Linked DNA regions of Salmo salar: region 1 is linked to region 2. The links are chromatin contacts, called in public Hi-C maps. All regions are on one chromosome and are shown on one strand. The core of a region is the stretch at or near the end of the contact, and the rest is flanking DNA. Distances in the headings are between cores, read along the strand shown. Region 1 overlaps LOC106581049 (max-binding protein MNT-like). Region 2 holds the start of LOC106581047 (lissencephaly-1 homolog A-like).

Region 1 (5,050 bases), core at 126-2,625, 130 kb before region 2:
GGTCACAGAAAACAGCTGGCATAGAAATCTACATATGAACCAAAATCACCAATCTACATGCAAAAACAGGCAAATCTTTAAAATACACTAAATCCATTATTGAATGTGTACATACATACTGTTCCATTCCACACTTTTTAAAAAATGTTGTGACTACCATGTCCATTCTTCCTCCCAAAGACAGACACACACATAAGAACATTCATTCAGATTAAGTGAAGAGGGACACAGTCAGGTGCTGTTTTTGCGAGTGCTATGTACAGTTGTAAACCAGTTTTGCTTTAATTGGGGTTATTAAGTAGCATATCAAAGTGCTAGAAGTTAAAAGTTGAATCTCAGCTACACAGGTCGTGTAATAGTGCAGTGGACGGCTAACATGAGAATCTAGATAGAGTTGATATACCAGATAATTCATATGGGTGGTGGAAAAAAAGAGGATAAAATGGCGTGACTGCCCGACCATGCCGTTTAACCCCAAACTGCCACATTCACTTCAATGCTCTACCATGACACTGCCGAAGGCCTTATTTAACAAGATCACTGCTGCAACACAAACAAGATATGCCTCACTATATAGCTACTTTATTACACATACATAGATACTCCAGGAGCAATTTACAGTGATTGTGCCTGCTATGGCTCCTGCTCTGCCATTAGTAAAAAATATATATATAAATCGCGGTAATATGTAGCCACTTGAGTATTGTAGTTTTACTCCTGTGTTAAACTGAGTGGTTCAGTTTTGGGAAAAGTCCTCACAGTTATACTTTACATCACCTGGTTCAGATGTGCATGGTGGAACTGGTAATGCCAACATTTGGGTTTGATTCCTGCTTGGGCCACACACACTGAATATATGTTATTACAAACTAGTACACTCAATCATTTTACATGCAGTTGTGGTTTACCACCACCAGGGGAAGCCTGTGGAACATGCAGTAATATGACAGCGCTGCAGTGGGAGAAGAATGGCCAGGCCGTGTTTTAGGTTTCACTTCACAGCCATGTGCCTGGGTAGTGGGAAGGGGAGGTCCCAGCAATCATGTCCTCAATGTGCTCCTTTATGGCGCTTAGTTGTTAGTGCATGTGCACACACACACACACACACACACACACACACACACACACTGATCCCATGCTGACGTGCCAACACCTACCAATCACACAGCCAGAGAGCCAGTCTCTCTGACCCCGATTCAGCGGTCTGAAATTGGACGCTTTGCCTTCTGGTCGCATCAAGGCCCGTATCCACAAAGTGTCTCAGAGTAGGAGTGCTTATCTAGTATCAGTTTAGACTAAAATCATAATGAATAAGATTATACGGGCAGATCCTGGATCAGCACAACTACTCAGGTGATTTGTGAATATAGGCCCTGGCCTCTGATAGCAGTGGTAGACTTCAGTTAAATCGAAAACCTTGGTGCTTTCATAATAGCAAATAGTGGCACCACCAGTCATTAGTAGTGTGGTTTGTAAATACTCTTGGCTGTGGAATACATGACCCTGTACCAGAAATATAAAAACCGGTCTTGAATGAAAATATGCAGGTCTGACTGCCTTGACATTGGATGACGTCCTTCTCTCACTATTAGCTACTGTTTTGCTTCTGGAAACGTGAACCAGGAGGAGGGCCAGACAGAGAACCTCTCCATGTGATTCTCTCCACTGCATCCTATACAATAACATCACACTCCATCAACATTACCATCCTGGACATCATACTCAGCCCAACAACATTGGCTGTCTTTCACCTCATAACCATTATACATATATATATATATTTTTTATTAATTTTTATAGTTTCTTTTTGGAATGTTTTGAGTTACTTCTTATTGGCAGCCGTAATGCATCAGGTTAGTTAATAATGCAGTTTGTGAATCATCAGTGAATATGAGGACTTGCGTCCAGTATGAAGACGTTTACATTTGTTTGTCAGTACAGTAGTCCTGGTGCCTGCCTCACTCTGGGCCTGCTTCAGTCGCCCTGGGCTCTGAGTCTGGGCTGGTTCCTGTCCGGCTGGTCTGCTCTGAGGCCGATGGTCTCCAGATCTGGAGGTCTGTCTCCGACTTCAGCCTGACTCTGGCCACCTCAGGGTGGGTGTGGCCAGTTCATGTAACTTGGTTCTCAGGCTAGCGTCAGAGATCAGGCTAGCTTCAGAGTGCTAACGGGGAATGAAGGCATGGTCACCATAGTTACAGGGTTCAGCAGCTGTTGGTGATGTGTCACCACCTGGGCACCAACTGCCGTCTGCTTTCCCATGATGGTGGTTGTGCCCTGGCTGGGGGCAGTACCATTGACCTGGGCGAGAGTATGGGTGATGTGGCCCACCATGGCTGGCTGGGTGACAGCCACAGACTGGGGGTAGATGGTGGGTAGATGGTGCTGGCCCAGGTGGGTAACAGGGTGGATGGGGATGTCTCCGATGGGCTGGTGGTGGTGCCCTGGGGCCAGCTGCATGGGGGCTGAGGAGGAGGGAGCTAGATGGGTGATGTGCTTGGCTCCTCCAGATGAAGCCTGGATGACGTGGTTGACGGCCTGGATGACAGAGGCGTGGGAAGCAGAGGCGTGGGCAATGACTGTGGGCTGGAGGCTGGGGGCCTTTACCATGTGAGTATGAGCGTGGGCGGTCACTACGTGTGTGTGAGCGGGGAAGAGGGTGCTAGGGGAGGTTACGATGTGTGTGTGAGACGATAGGAGGGCCTGGATAGGGGTGGTGGTGATGTTGGATGCTGTGGTTGAGAATGTAGCCGAGACAGCCAGGGCTGACAGCGGGTGGGGGTACGTTTGGGCCTTGTGTTGGCTGGAGATGTGTTGGGTGAGGATGGAGGTGGTGGGGGTTATGGAAGTGGGGGTCACAGTCTTGTACAACTCGGGTTGCATGGCTTGTTGAGGCACGGTGGGTAAGGCTGCTGGAACATTCTCCTCATCCATGTCGTCATCCATGATGTCTTCACCCTCTGTGTTAGACAGAAAGAACACATTAACTTTACGCTAGATAACGTCGCAGATATGATCGCTTTGCACATTCTTAAAACACTGTGTAGGAACTAATGTTGGTCTTTCTATAAACAGTGTGACATTGGGATCAACATTTCAAAATGGTTTGAAACAATAATAACAACAAGGATTTTCATGAAGTTCTACATGTGTACTTAGAGGAATGAAAGTGAATATGCGCAAATTGGCCCATAACTCCACCTATACAACAGCCTAGGTCTAGTTCTATACAACCTTTAAACAGGGTTTATACAGACACTGGCAAGTCAAATTCAAGGACTTTCAGGGACTTTTTCCAAGTAATTAATTGCAGTTGATCAAGAACCTCAAATGGTATACATATATAGCCTTCCCTGTAGCTCAGTTGGTAGAGCGTGGTGTTTGCAACACCAGGGTTGTGGGTTCGATTCCCACGGGGGGCCAGCAAAAAAATTATGAAATTGTATGAAATGTATGCATTCACTACTGTAAGTCGCTCTGGATAAGAGCGTCTGCTAAATGACAAAAATGTAAATGTATACAATTTTATAAATGCATAGAATTGTAATTATAGGGTCTAATATAGAACTATATAGCTATGGTCCCCCTTATATCTTAAACCAGTTAAATGTAACCGAAAATGTAATCTACATAATCCCCAAAGGGAATTATTTATCATGAGGGCCATAAACAATAACTAGTAATGCTGCATACTCTAAGAAAGGTTCAAATCTCACCTTTCTGGTATTTTTTTTAAATAAATTGCTGAGGTAGTCACTTTTGAAGAAGTTTAAGTACAAATATGAAAATAAATGTAAACTCAGCAACAAAAGAAACATCCTCTCACTGTCAACTGAGTTTATTTTCAGCAAACTTATATTTACACGTTTTTTATGAACATAAGATTCAACAGACAAACTGAACAAGTTCCACAGACATGTGACTAACAGAAATGGAATAATGTGTCCCTGAACAAATGTAATGTAAATAATGTGTCCCTAAACCAAAGCATGTTGTTGTCATACCTTGTACATAGACTGCTTACAGTGTAAGGAAACCAATGCCATTGTAATTTTGGTGAACTATCCCTTTAACTGGTCAAGAAATACACCCATGCTAATGTAAAGCGTAAATCAAAAGTAACAGTCAGTATCTGGTGTGGCCACCAGCTGCATTAAGTACTGCAGTGCATCTCCTCCTCATGGACTGCACCACATTTGCCAGTTCTTGCTGTGAGATGTTACCCCACTCTTCCACCAAGGCACCTGCAAGTTCCCGGACATTTCTGGAGGGAATGGCCCTAGTCCTCACCCTCTGATCCAACAGGTCCCAGACATGCTCAATGGGATTGAGATCCGGGCTCTTCGCTGGCCATGGCAGAACACCGACATTCCTGTCTTGCAGGAAATCAGCCATACTGCTCGTTCTGTGCGTGGTGGCATTGTCATACTGGAGGGTCATGTCAGGATGAGCCTGCAGGAAGGGTACCATATGAGGGAGGAGTATGTCTTCCCTGTAACACACAGCGTTGAGACTGCCTGCAATGACAACAAGCTCAGTCCGATGATGCTGTGACACACTGCCCCCAGACCATGACGGACCCTCCACCTCAACCCTGCTCCAGAGTACAGGCCTCAGTGTAACGCTCTTACTTTGATGATAAACACGAATCCGACCACGAGATAAAACCACGACTTGTCAGTGAATAACACTTTCTGCCAGTCCTGTCTGGTCCAGCAACGGTGGGTTTATGCCCATAGGCGACATTGTTGCCGGTGATGTCTGGTGAGGACCTGCCTTACAACAGGCCCAGAAGCCCTCAGTCCAGCCTCTCTCAGCCTATTGCGGACAGTCTGAGCACTGATGGAGGGATTGTGCGTTCCTGGTGTAACTCGGGCAGTTGTTGTTGCCATCCTGTACCTGTCCCGCAGGTGAGATGTTCTGATGTACCGATCCTGTACAGGTGTTGTTATACGTGGTCTGCCACTGCGAGGCATCTCACATTGCAATTTATTTCCCTGGCCACATTTGCAGTCCTCAGGCATGCTGCAAAGGAGGCATAAGGCACATTCAT
Region 2 (4,523 bases), core at 508-3,007:
CATAGCAACGGATACTGCTTCAAACACGATAGGGGTACCATCAACAAGGCGGGGAGGAGGAGAGTGACTTGTCAGTTTCAGCGGAAAGAGATGCAGGCTGAAGGATCCATTCTGCAGTAGGAGAGGGGTGGCGTATTTTCTAACCGAATGGAGGATACCGCTGCCTTTCAACCCACGTGATCAAACTGAAACTATAGTCGATCCTCAATCGCAAAATAAAATATAAAAAAGTAAGATGGCATAGGTTTCAAGCTGAAGCTATTGGTCAAGGCAAATTGTAGTTTTCCTGCAACTCTTGTTTTTTCCACCGACGTGTTCTACACTTATTTCTATAAACTGCATGAATTCATTCAACTTAGATCATTCGTAAAACAGGGCCAACTGTAATGATAATGATTTACGTTACCGGTCTAGAGCCTTGATGACAGATCACAAAACGATCAAAGTTGTCCAGCTCACTGGATGTAACGTGATGGATGGAGGGAGTAGCGTAGCCAGTGGCTACAGGAAACACACAACTAATTTGGTAACTAGCTGCGCTAAAACAAAGGTGTCAAAATGTCAGACCACATCTAATGTTTAACATGACAATCGGCCGATACTAGCTAAATAATATATTTACACGTAGCTGCCTACCTCCTAAATAGCTTTCAAAATAATGATACAACTGATACGCCCTTTTCCATTATTGAACATTCTATAAATCGTGGGTAACATTACCTAGCTAAAGTTATCTAGCTTGTTCAATTACATACTCGTATTCCAAGTAGATATGCTCGACAATACAACACATTAGCTGGTATGTGAAATAACTGTCACTCAAATCATGACCTACATATGATCGCGAGGCGAACGCAACGTTGACCAGCCTAGAGTGCGCACGCTAGCTAGCCTAGCAATTTAAATGCGAGTTGAAAAAGCAATGGATTCAATTGAATGAAGCAATTAGCAATGCACTCCAAATATAAAAGTTAAAAAAGTTAATTAACTAGATATAGTTACAACGATAAATGTTTATGCACAGACTTGATGCGAGGCAACTCGCGACCTACACACATAATTGATGAGTTTGGCTAGCCAGCCGGTTAGCCTAACTAGCTAACGTCAAAATGATTTCCACTGATTAACGTTAGCTAGTTACCTGCTGGCTGGCAAGCTAGAAAGTTGATATCAAATTATCGAATCAATTTGATCAATAACACTTGAATAGGTGCAAGTCCTCATCAAATAGTAACTTAAAATCAGGTTAACAGTTACTTAAAAGCAAATCGACCAGTGCCACTAGTTGGTTAGCACAGACATTTACAACTCCGATGGCCAGCTACCTGCTGCTCCAAGCGGCCTGTCCGCCATTTTGAGACATAGAAAGGAGGCGCAAAAATTACAGCCACATCGTCCTTCTCCCCACTTAGCGTTTCTTCGATACTCAATATCTGATGCAAAACAACTTACCCTATACTTTTTCCTGAATATCCTTCGCCAGTTCGGACAGTTATACAAGCCAAGAGGACGTGTTTTTCGTTCCAAACAAGGGACTTCTGATCTCGAGGTTAGAGTATGCCGACTTTTCTCTCTAGCAATCCTTGTTTTTTCGTGCTGTATTCGCCTTCAGTCGGGGACGCGCTTGCGTTCGCAAACTGACAGCGACGCGCGCGCACGTCCTTGATCACAGCCCTACTTAAAACAAATAGATTCTTGCAAACACCCACTGATAACCTACTCTAATTTTACTTAACAAGTAGCTATAAACATTCACTATTTTTGACTACACATCATTACCCCGCCTCTGCCGATGGTGTCATTCACGCATGTTTACAGTGGATATTCAGATTCCAGAATGTTATCAGAACTTGATCTCTATTGATGACGGGACATAGTTCTATGAATTCTGTACTACAATATTTGTGTGACTAGTAGGATACCAAAAATAAACATCCAGTCTTTACACTTGAAATGCATGATAATATCATTGCATCTAATTGCATGTCCAACAAGCCGGATAGTTTGGAATAATTTCATACATTTAATCAAAGTTTGATTAGAGCAGATAACATCCTCTCAATCTTATATGTAAATGAGTAGTTATTAAAAATCCAAGCCAAATGTTATTTGCTAGTTTTCTTTATTAATTTTAATACAAAAGCATACTCCGACCAAAAATAATTAGATTGTTATTTTGTAAAGAGCAACAGATAGGTATACCACACAGCAAGGGAAGCAGACTTTAACACTAGAATGTGCAGAATAAATCTTGTCAGTTCAAGAAAAGAGAAAACAGAAGAACAAACCCTCAAACAGACAAACCCTCATTTTGAGTGCCACACAGAGACAATGCAAGCTGATCAGTGTGCATTAGGCATCCATCTACACTGAGGTCATAGAGACCAGATTTGTACTCTTTGACCCATAGGATCTCTTTCTCCCCACTAGACAAGAGGGCAGACAACCCAGCTCAGTACATCGATGAAATCTTGGTCAGAGCCTTCTATTTTTTTTAAAGTAGTAAATAGACAGATCTATTGGTGGCTTCTTGTGTGACGTTTAGGTAAATAGATGTGTCATCTCAACAAATACACATTTTTGTTTAAAATTGGGGAGAACACAAAATGCATGTGTGTAAATGTACCTAATAACAGTCTCCTATGTGTGACATCGATGAAGTGCTGGGAGTGATTTGAAGAGCTTTGAATGTTCAGGTGACTTCTCCAATGCCTTATGACCTTATAAACTCCCAAAATGTAATTTTGCACAAACATTTCACTCAACATTCAGGTTTTGTTTTGTAATCTACATTTGGAGACATTCAGAATTTAAAGACATCCATCCATACAAACCAAGGGGTTTACATAAGATGAAGCAATATGTAATATGAATGATCTGGAAATTGAAAATGTTAAATTGACAAAATTATACATTGTCTTTGCTTTGATAAAATAAACCGGAGGTCTGTCACTCCCTACTGAATGAATCTAAAGAACAGTCAAATCATTTTCTCATGCAATTACTTGAATGTATCAAGAGGTATATTACTATACAATTAGAACATAATTACAGCTTAACAACAAGAATTAGTGCCTTGGTGATGAAATAGAATAGAAGCACCATGATTTGATGATCCATGGGGGGAAAAAAATAGATCTCTAGGCAGACAAAAGTATTTTTGATCACTCTCAACGAGTTTATTCTATCAGAAATGTCTAAGTCTCAAACAATAGACTTAAGGGTTTCAACAAGTTCACCAATGTTCATCAAGTAGCAGCCTTTGCAATTTTTCAGGTTCACGTCGTCATCAATTCCATCAAATACTTGTTTATTTTGCTTCCCTCAAAGTCAATCGAATGAGAAACATATGAAATAATTACACACTAGCCTGGACATATGCTTTTGAACATCCTTATGGGACAAAAACATTTTTCACATTAATAAAGCCTTTTCATTTGTTTCTGATGGTTCCAAAGGAAGTACTCTAGTGCACCGCCCAATGGCCACTAAGGGTACTACAAAACAGGACTGACATTCATAAAGGAGGAAGTTGAACCTGAGGGGAGGAAGGAAATGCAGATACACTTTAAAAAGGAAACCAGTGATGTCCCTATGACAAACATGAGTACAAATGAAAATAAACCAAAATAAAATAAAAATAACATTTAAAACAAGCTTTGAAGGGCTGACAAGAAAACCAATTAACACCCTGGTTCCATTTCGAAGCATACATTAGGCACAAATCACATACCAAGTTCTATTATTGTTCCACAATTTTTTTCAGGAGCATAATAATCAAGAAATTAATTATATTAAGTGTTTTTTCCCCCTCTCTTGGTGACATCCTTTTACTTACAATGACAGCTGTTTGTCTTGCAGCAACACAAGTGCAGCAATTCAAAATAATAAGTTCCAGCAACTTCTATATTGCTTAAGTCACATACATTTAGACAGCGCAACAATTTTTAGAAAGACATTTGCAAGGGAGGGTTGGTCACATTGCATGTACACAAGCGCACACACACCTCTATCAGTCTTTTTTGGTATATTGAAGTGTGTGTGCGCTTGTGTACATGCAATGTGACCAACCCTCCCTTGCAAATGTCCTTTAAAAATTGTTGCGCTGTAAAAATTTATGTGACTAAAGCAATATAGAACATGCTGGATCTTATTATTTTGAAGTGCTGCAAGACAAACAGCCTTACTCAACACAGCCTTACTCAACCCACTTTTGGTGGTGCTGTGTTTAGTCTGTCTATTCTATCAAATGATAGGGTGAAGTTTCTCACATAATCACTTCATATGAGCAGATTTACAACGTCGCTGGCCAAGAATGTTACATGAGAATAAAAGTTTATATTAGCCGTCCCATGATTTTACGATGGCTGCGTTTACACAGGCAGCCCAATTCTGATCTTCTTGCCACTAATTGGTCTTTTGACCAATCAGATCTTTTGTGAATTTAAATGTAACCTTTATTTAACTATGCAAGTCAGTTAAGAACAAATTCTTATTTACAATGACAGCCTACCCTGGCCAAA

Evidence for each region. A called contact is a pair of places that touch in the nucleus more often than the background predicts.
Region 1: a contact with region 2 is called in a Hi-C map of gill, with 4 times the contacts expected there. The contact joins the enhancer-like site here to the promoter of LOC106581047 in region 2. A contact is called at or near these places in 2 of 3 Hi-C or Micro-C datasets (gill and muscle).

Annotation. Positions count from the first base shown.
Region 1 is chrssa20:62,671,311-62,676,360 of Ssal_v3.1, reverse strand. LOC106581049 (max-binding protein MNT-like) reads right to left here. Exons shown (of 15, transcript XM_014162740.2): 15 at 1-2,957. The coding sequence ends at 2,143. Among protein-coding and RNA genes, the nearest start is that of LOC106581049, 60 kb to the right of the region's middle. Within about 2 kb of position 1,375, at least 9 of the 13 cell types and tissues checked have an H3K27ac peak or open chromatin away from gene starts, as enhancers often do. A contact at or near this core is called in gill, where this site is marked.
Region 2 is chrssa20:62,546,443-62,550,965 of Ssal_v3.1, reverse strand. LOC106581047 (lissencephaly-1 homolog A-like) reads right to left here and starts at 1,757. Exons shown (of 11, transcript XM_014162730.2): 1 at 1,453-1,757. cluha (clustered mitochondria (cluA/CLU1) homolog a) reads right to left here. Exons shown (of 27, transcript XM_014162727.2): 27 at 3,156-4,523.